3 separate regions of the Mus musculus genome follow, and all the other regions are linked to region 1. The links are chromatin contacts, called in public Micro-C and promoter capture Hi-C maps. All regions are on one chromosome and are shown on one strand. The core of a region is the stretch at or near the end of the contact, and the rest is flanking DNA. Distances in the headings are between cores, read along the strand shown. Region 1 holds the start of Sox17 (SRY (sex determining region Y)-box 17). Region 2 holds the start of Rgs20 (regulator of G-protein signaling 20). Region 3 holds the start of Xkr4 (X-linked Kx blood group related 4).

Region 1 (2,937 bases), core at 308-2,807:
CAGGGCAGTTGTGAGGGTCAGATGAGGTAGGGAAACTGCATTGTAAACATTACCATGCTTATGAAGAAATTAATTTCAAAGATAACTTTCCAAATGCCCTAAAGACAGACATTTACTTTTGCATCATATAGCTACTTGTAAAATTATGTATGTGCATCTTCAGCCTGGCTTTCTTCGATAAAAGCATTAAGATAGCCGTGGGATTTAAACACCCAGTAATGTTGTGATTTCAGATGCAATTTGAATTATTGAAGGAGACGTGGAGAGAATATTACTCTCCAGAAGTCCTGTGACCCAGACATATGAGCCTTTAAGGTCTATGGAGATGGTCCTTACTGTTTCCACTTAGGAGTAAGAAGACCCAAGGATTAATCTGGACATTCTATTATTCGTAAGTATGTAGTCAAGGCTGGAAAGCCCTGTGATCCAGGATTGAAAGGTGTAGTGAACGGAAGACCCTGTGTTGCTATGAACTTGTTGGCATGTTCACCAAATGGGTAGAGTACAACATTCAAGTAACCCAGCTGAAACCCCGGAAGGCTTCCTAACTCTTCCCTCTTGTTTTTAAGCTTTGGAAGCTAAATTAGGTTCAGGTTAGAAATCTGTTATGCTTGAAGCGCATACAGGAGGTAATGAGTGCTGTCAGGAGTGGCAAGTCCTATTTAACTTTGATCATTTCCATGATCACAGAGCACATACCTTGCCCTAACCAACAATCTGGCGCCATGCAGTTAATCCTGATAGGGGATCTTGGGAGCAGAGTTTTCTGGATGGAAAGGCACCTATTGCCTCTGCTACAAAACCAAAGCAAACTCAACGAAACAACTCAATGTGCTTGACCCACTGTGTAGTCATCATCACTTTCACAGTCCAGGAACGGAGTATTACAGGATCATAGACTGAGCTGGATATTAATAAATCAGAGAAGAAGACTAAGGATGCCACACTGGGCATCCTGGGAAGCAGTCCTACCCAGTTTGCTCTCTGGAGAGAGTGCAAGTGCTCTGCTCACAGTGACAGGCCAGACTGCAAGGCGAGGATTGCCTTTCTCCAAGGAAGCCCGTCTTCCCTAGGGTGTGGTACTACTAGGCTACAGCAGCCATCACCTTTATAAAAACCCAAGCCATATTTGAATTGTCTTTAAATTTCAAGGAAGAGGACAAAGAAATGTGAGCAAGGCTTCATTCCTAGCTCTCAGACTACCGTCCCAAGAGAACCTGAGGTTCCATGGAGCAGGAATAAAGAGGAGTCCTTACTTCGTCTGGGGAACACAGATGGGGTATGGGTTCTAAGAAACATTCCCGACCGGTTACTGAGCTGGGAAGTGGAGCGGGAGCAGTTTACTTCCTGCTTCGCCGCGGAAAAACTCAGCTAGGGCCGAGCGGGAAGGAGGACGTGGTCTCCGAGTCGCCAGCTGCTAGGGTGGGGTTTCGGGGCACGATTAGACAGAGATTCGGACAGTTACGTGAGACCCCGCCCACCCAGGATGCACGCTCCCAACGGTGTGCGGAATGAGCCCCCGAAGTTAATCTTGGGGTCAGACGTTCTCAGCTCTCACGGGAGAGGCTAGCAAAGCGAAGATTGCAGGGTCTGGCCTGAATGTTCTGGGCCACCGTGGGGGCCGGTGATCACTGTCTTTCTTGCCACTCTTTCCTCTCAAGTTCCCGAATTTCCATCTCCACCTCCGACCCACTGGGGACTGACCAGGGACTGGAAAGAGCGCGAAAGGTATAAAGGGGAGAAGAGACTGCGCCTTTTGGTGCCCGGGTGAAAGGTGCCAATCGACCGCATCGCTCTGCGTGGCCCTACCTGGGAGGTGCGGAGCCCGGGGCACGACGCTCGGTGTTCTCAGAGGCAGACTCTGAGGCACGTATTTTAGACCGTCCAGTGGTACTATTGTCTCTGTTATCTTAGAGTCCGCCGGGGGCTGTCTCCGTGATGACAGCCCACGCTCCCTTTTCCGCCCTCATGAACTTGCTCTCCACAGACCACGGATCTGCTTGAGTGCCCACGGATCCTGTGCAATTGGACTTGAATGTCCTTTAACAGGCCTTGGCCATCAGAACACCAAAACCATAAAACCTTCGAGAAATCAACCACTCACTCTGAGGCTCGCTGTAGAAGAGTGGCTTAGACTCTCCCACTTCGGAGTCCCAGTTGATCACCAACCCGCTTGCTACAGGCCCCAAATGGTTACGGGCACAGCTTCTAGTTACATTAGACGCTTCCTTGCCCCAGCCTTTCGAGCCTCAGGTCTGCTTTGGGGATGTGGCTTAGGCAGTAGCCACCTAGAAATCCTGCACTGTTTGAGTGTGATACCGCTGCGGACTACAGCAGACAGGCGTGCCAGGCTTCTAGTCCAGATACCCACCCCCACCCCAGTAAATCTCTAGTGTTGAGGGAAGCAAGGCTTGCAGGAAGCCGCTCCGGATGTTTGCTTCTTTACTTGTGGCATTTGTGGCTGGCTTTGATAACGTCGTGAGCTCGGCTTCCAACACCCATTTAGTGAAGAAACTGAAATATGGCCCACTCACACTGCTGGCGGGTCTGAAGTGCGGTTGGCCCCAACACTCCTCCCAAAGTATCTATCAAGAGAATGGTCAGCAGAAGTTAGATCTAGGTAAGAGGACGGGAAGGGGGACTAGTCTTGGGAAAGCGCCACATTTCCTGGTAGATTTGTTAAGTAAAGTGCTATCTAGGGACTCCAGGGGAGGCTGTTTTAAGGAACGGGGAAGAGCCCAAAAGTGGTCGCTTGGACTCCTACTGTGTTTGTGCTTTCCCTCAGAAAGATCAGTTGTTAATCTTCAGGGATGCTTGTAAATAACGCTGCCTCCCCATCCCCGGGCTTTCTTTCTAACCACTTTCTCAGTTCCTTTTATGGAGCTCGAACAGAACTAGGTACCCAGGTAAAATGGTGTAAATACATTTTCTAGACCT
Region 2 (2,878 bases), core at 145-2,644, 520 kb before region 1:
AGGGACTTTCCCTCTCAGCCAAGCTCCTGGCCTACTGCCTGGCTCTCTCCAGAGCCCCACCGCCTCCTGTTCCTACTTGTGGCCTCAATGGCACTGCCAGGACGACGTCCGAGGGGTCGTCTACTGAAGCTGGCAAGTCCGAATTCGGAGCCCAGAGGAGAGGACGCCTGTACTGAAAAGAGTTCACCCGAGTCCGTGAGTACTGGGAACTCCACTAAACCCACCCTCGGCTTCTGGAGGCCCCAGCCTTTCCCACTCGCTCTAATCCTGATTGACCCAGCCCACCCGGGCTGGCCTGGATACTGAAAGATTGGCACAGCGCTGGGCACACTGGAGGAAAGGGCACCTGAGGCTCCCGGACACTCCCACCTCCACCGAGGCATTAGAGCTACTTTCTCCCAAGCGATCTGTTCTGTTTCTACCATCCTAGGAAGCAAGAGGAAGCCCTCTGACGCCTCCGAAGATCTTTTCCAACTGTAGTTGCAGCTTCCCCTCGAGCCTCCCCAAGCATCCCCGCACTTTGTAACCGCTCGCAGCCGCGTTCATGCCCCCACTCCTCTTCCCAGGAAGAGGGAGGAAATGACGTGATGTTATTTTTGTGTCAGGTCACTTTGCTGCTTGAGTTTAGCCCTCCGAGCTCAGGCGCACTGCCCCAGGGGTTCACTTCAAGGGTTACTTCGCTAGCTGCGGCGACCCGGGCGAGGGGCATCCTCAGAGGTAGGCGCCAGGTTCTGCAAATGCCCGGGGCTTCCCCTCCCACCGCCTGAGTCGCAAAAGAAAGGGAGACTGCCGAGGGACTGAGAGAGACCGGAGTCCCGGCTTAGGCTTTCTTACATACACTCCACCCTGCCATCCCAATCGCCAGGTGGGGCCATCCGACTCTGGCTGGCTGGCCGGAACTGAGTAGGACCACTGTTTAGAGTGGGAGAACAGATCTCTTAGAAAGGCTATACAAAGAGAGTTGGGGGCGGATGTTAGTGGCGCTGAGGTCAAAGGGTTCAGTGGGGATTGTCCAGCAGGGGCGGGCAGTTCACAGGCGCGAGACCCGGGGTACAAAGCACCAGCTCCTCTCGCGACCTTTCCCCGTACCCCCAAGCATCTCTTCATTCACAAGGCCCCAGTACTCATTCACAAACTCTGGATCGCCCCCACCCCACGGCGTCCCCCGCAAGCTAAGGCCAGGGGATAAAGAGAAAGGGCCTTACAGGCACCCTCAAAGCTCGCTCCCGCCGCACCCATTATTTCGTTGCGATTATAAGAGAGGAGCCAGGACCGGGGCTCCGCTCGCCCGATTTGGGACTAGGGAGTACCCCCAGCCTCCGAGTGCTGCGTGCTGCCGCCAGAAGGAGGCGAGCCAGGGGATTGCCCTGCCCCAGGAAAGCGAGCGAGCGCCGGGGCGGAGAGGAGTCAGAGAAGGGAAAGGAGGAGGAAGAGAGAAGAGCTCCGGAGCTTAGACCCAGAAACGCAGGAAAGGGCGGGTGGCAGAGAGCCAGCGCGGGCGGAGTAGGAACCGCTCTGACTAGTGTAAGAAAACTAAGGCACACTCTGGACGCATGCGCACGGCCAACGGAGGCCCGAGGGCCAGAGCTTCCCCTTCGGCTAGCCCAGCGGACCCTGGCCTGGTAAGTACCTGGCGTCCTCCTCGTCTTCCTCTCTGACTCCCTGCCCCCCCCCCCCCCCGAAGCCCTGGACCTGGCAGTAGAAGGAGCTCGAGGAACCTGGGACGCCAGTCTCTCCTTGCCCGGTGGTGCAATCCCTGGCTGGTCATCGCCCTTAGGGTTAGTCAGTTGAGGCGAGTGGGTTGTGAGTTCGGAACATCTCATTGTCTGAGGGAAGGCTCCGAACCATTGTGATCGGTTATTATCAGACCCACCAAGCAGGTGGTCCGGACTCTGAGACTCAGCGAGGGACGAAAAATGCCATTAAGGTCTAAAGTGCACATCAGACATGCCAAGCATTTGGGAGAGCCCAAGCGAGTGGAAGAGTCTCGGCTCTCTCTCAGTTGGGGGAAGGATGCGCCTCGGTCTGAGGACCCGGGGCGGGCAATTTGAGCGCAGGTTGAGGAGGTGACACTCCCGGAACGCACTACCTCCCTTTCAGAGAAGCGCATCACAGGCCGGCTGGCGGAGCTGAGCTTCAAGTAGGCGCTCAGACCGCGCCCGGAGCGCTGCGGGCAGCAACACCAGACAACTGAGTAGACCGAACAGTCACTTAAGGGAGAGAGGGTGGGGATTGTCCTTATCGGGCCTGGGAGCTAGATTTCCCACACTCGGGGGGCTCGGGAGGTTGGAACCCGAGGACGTGCCGAGGCTGCAGCGACTGAAGGTTCGGGTAGGAAGCAGAGAGGCTGCGCGGAGGTGAGCGATGGGGAGTCGGGTCTTTGTATGATGGTGCCCTCAGACTTGGGGAAACTGGGCTGGCAAGGAGCCTAAAGGGAGACAGCTCCCTGGGACAAGGGTGTGCTCTTTCGGAGATCTGTGGCTAACCCCACCTACTGCTTCAGGGGAGTGGGTAAGGGAGAGGCCTCGGAAGCGGCACACGCGGGGGTGGGGTGGGTGTTTGGGGAGACGTTTCAATGCGCTGAAGGATTTCCACACTTAGGGAGTGGGCGACCGAAGGTGGGCGTTGGGGAGGGTACAGGCGCTGCGACCGCGCAGGTCTGAAGGTGTGAAGGTGGAGCGCGGGAGAGGTGGGCTCTCTGGGGCTGGGCTGGGTCAGGATCTTCCTCGAGTCCATAAGCAGCAAGCAAAACCTGGGCAAGAAGAGCTAGCTAGCCACACTCACACAACTGCTGATGGACGTGGGGCTAAAGCGGGCAAGGGGGTTCTGGCCATAGCAACTGCTGCCTCTGCGCCCTCAGGTGGAGAACAGAGCCACA
Region 3 (2,737 bases), core at 144-2,643, 830 kb after region 1:
TTGTTGGGATTTAAAGGGTTTTTTTTGGTGGTGGTGGTGTTTTTTTTTTTTTTTTTTTTTTTTTTGGTTGGTTGTTTTTGTTTGTTTGTTTGTTTTTTAAACTGCAACATATTTTATTACATTCTCTTCGAGAATAGATTAAATTCGAGTCATTTCTGAAGTTATGAGACCCTACAGTAAGTCTGTACGTTTATAGGTTTAAGGGAAGGTAATTGCAGTTTTGGAATAAGAGAAGTGGCATTAGCTTTGGGATCTGCCACTCCCTGCGCGGGGCCAAGGGCCGAGCTAGTTCTCTTTTCCCTGGTTACTAGCCATGTCCCTCCTCCCACCGCCGCGCTCTAGGTTGCCGCCGCCAGAGGTGCAGCGTTTCCCACCTGCGGTTAGGAGTAGCCCCACCATGGTGTCTGCCTAGTGCTGCTGCCTCAGGCTCGTTAAACTCGCAGGGGGACAGGGCTTCATGCACCCACCTCCTGAGATAGGGCCTTTGCATTTCTCTAGGCTGGGGTTTGGCAGGACAGCATCCCTGGGGCTGCTCTCGCCTTATCCCGAGGGCTCGCCCTCTGCTGCCAGCTTTGCTTTAGGTGTTCTAGCTCTGCAAGTACTGTGCCACCCAGGATCTCCAAAGCATGGCACGCCCACCACCGCCGCCAGTATAGGAGCCCTAGCTTCCTAGTTAAAGCGTGTTCACCCTCGCCAGCAACACACCTAGCACCATACCACACCCAGCCAGGTGCCGAGCGCGCCCGGTACAATACAAAGAGACCATTTCTTCCGCAGCCTTCGCTGCTGCCACGCCCGCTTGTGTCCGTGGCCCCCTACCCTCGGCAGTGACCCAACACCAAGGCTCTAACACGCGGCGCGCTCTGCCCATCCCATCCCCCCAGCTTCGAGGAAATCCACTCAACGCTCTTCGCTATCCCACGAGCCTGGACTGGGCCTCCGATTGCCGTGCTGTTGCCCTCCGCGTCCAGCACTGGCCAGCCAGGCACCCCCACCCGCCGCTCCCCTCAATCCCAGCCCCTCCTCCGGGCCCTCCTTCTCGCCCCTCCCCAGCCGGGGTGGGAGCGGCGGCAGCTGGAAGGGAAGGGATGAGGTCATCCTCTCCCTCGGAGTCAGCTGGTGGAGGAGAGGCTGCGGGAGGAGGGAGCGCGCGCGAGGGGAGGAGAGGAATGTGCAGGTCCGAGGAGCTCCGCGGCGGCCGCTGCTGCTCCTGCTGCTGGCGGCGGCGGCGGCTCGTGCTGCAGCCGCGGGGCCGGGCCGGCGCGGAGCGCGGGCGGCTGTCAGGGGCGCGCGCGGGCCGGCGCGAGCAGCTGGGCTCGGCGCAGGCAGCCAGGCGGCGCTCCTGCGGGTCCCGAGCGTGCGGCTAGCCGGGCCCAGCGCCCAGCCCCGCGGGCGGCGGCGGGCGAGCGGGCGCTGGAGTAGGAGCTGGGGAGCGGCGCGGCCGGGGAAGGAAGCCAGGGCGAGGCGAGGAGGTGGCGGGAGGAGGAGACAGCAGGGACAGGTGTCAGATAAAGGAGTGCTCTCCTCCGCTGCCGAGGCATCATGGCCGCTAAGTCAGACGGGAGGCTGAAGATGAAGAAGAGCAGCGACGTGGCGTTCACCCCGCTGCAGAACTCGGACAATTCGGGCTCTGTGCAAGGACTGGCTCCAGGCTTGCCGTCGGGGTCCGGAGCCGAGGACACGGAGGCGGCCGGAGGCGGCTGCTGCCCGGACGGCGGTGGCTGCTCGCGCTGCTGCTGCTGCTGCGCGGGGAGCGGCGGCTCGGCGGGCTCGGGCGGCTCGGGCGGCGGCGGCCGGGGCAGCGGGGCGGGCTCTGCGGCGCTGTGCCTGCGCCTGGGCAGGGAGCAGCGGCGTTACTCGCTGTGGGACTGCCTCTGGATCCTGGCCGCCGTGGCCGTGTACTTCGCGGATGTGGGAACGGACATCTGGCTCGCGGTGGACTACTACCTGCGTGGCCAGCGCTGGTGGTTTGGGCTCACCCTCTTCTTCGTGGTGCTGGGCTCCCTTTCTGTGCAAGTGTTCAGCTTCCGCTGGTTTGTGCATGATTTCAGCACCGAGGACAGCTCCACGACCACCACCTCCAGCTGCCAGCAGCCTGGAGCAGATTGCAAGACGGTGGTCAGCAGTGGGTCTGCAGCCGGGGAAGGCGAGGTTCGTCCTTCCACGCCGCAGAGGCAAGCATCCAACGCCAGCAAGAGCAACATCGCCGCCACCAACAGCGGCAGCAACAGCAACGGGGCCACCCGGACCAGCGGCAAACACAGGTCTGCGTCCTGCTCCTTTTGCATCTGGCTCCTGCAGTCACTCATCCACATCTTGCAGCTTGGGCAAATCTGGAGGTACTGTATCAGGGTGGGGGTTGAGAGAGACTACTACTGTTCCTACATGCCTGCCCACCATGTCCACTGTTCTACTTTTGCATGAAATCTTTCCTAATGACTAGTAAGCCAAGTCACTCTTGTGGTTTTCTTTTCTAAACTGCTCCTTACCTAACTCATGTTAGGTGAGGAAAAAGAAACCAAGGAAGGGCACGCAGGAACGTGTTTGTAGTCTGTCACGTTTCCCATCTTCTCATAGACTAGTTTTTCTATGTATGCTACAAGTTCTCCCCCGATTGTAGACTTAATATTTCACTAGCAGAGGATTCCTCTCACACTTACTAAAAAGTCATTTATATTATGTAGAATTCTTGGTGTGTTGTACTTTTGATGGTTTCCTTTGTGCTGGGTTTGGATAG

What was found. Promoter capture Hi-C pulls out the DNA fragments that hold promoters and counts their contacts. Hi-C and Micro-C count contacts between places; a contact is called where the count stands out from the background.
Region 2: a contact with region 1 is called in a promoter capture Hi-C map of embryonic stem cells, with 50 read pairs. The contact joins the promoter of Rgs20 here to the promoter of Sox17 in region 1. A contact is called at or near these places in 6 of 39 promoter capture datasets (cranial neural crest and embryonic stem cells), 28 of 484 Hi-C or Micro-C datasets (differentiating embryonic stem cells, embryonic ectoderm, embryonic stem cells and 2 more), 8 of 115 datasets of contacts at active chromatin or transcription factors (embryonic stem cells, pancreatic cancer cells and stem cell-derived neural progenitor cells) and 1 of 9 other capture datasets (embryonic stem cells).
Region 3: a Micro-C map of embryonic stem cells shows a contact between it and region 1, with 4 times the contacts expected there. The contact joins the promoter of Xkr4 here to the promoter of Sox17 in region 1. A contact is called at or near these places in 3 of 39 promoter capture datasets (cranial neural crest and embryonic stem cells), 5 of 484 Hi-C or Micro-C datasets (all in embryonic stem cells), 4 of 115 datasets of contacts at active chromatin or transcription factors (astrocytes, embryonic stem cells and stem cell-derived neural progenitor cells) and 1 of 9 other capture datasets (pancreatic islet).

The regions. Positions count from the first base shown.
Region 1 is chr1:4,495,974-4,498,910 of GRCm38.p6, reverse strand. Sox17 (SRY (sex determining region Y)-box 17) reads left to right here and starts at 1,557. Exons shown (of 5, transcript NM_011441.5): 1 at 1,557-2,620.
Region 2 is chr1:5,018,055-5,020,932 of GRCm38.p6, reverse strand. Rgs20 (regulator of G-protein signaling 20) reads left to right here and starts at 1,394. Exons shown (of 5, transcript NM_021374.5): 1 at 1,394-1,622. The coding sequence starts at 1,554.
Region 3 is chr1:3,670,154-3,672,890 of GRCm38.p6, reverse strand. It overlaps Xkr4 (X-linked Kx blood group related 4), which reads left to right and starts at 1,393. Exons shown (of 3, transcript NM_001011874.1): 1 at 1,393-2,339. The coding sequence starts at 1,543. It also overlaps the pseudogene LOC108167595.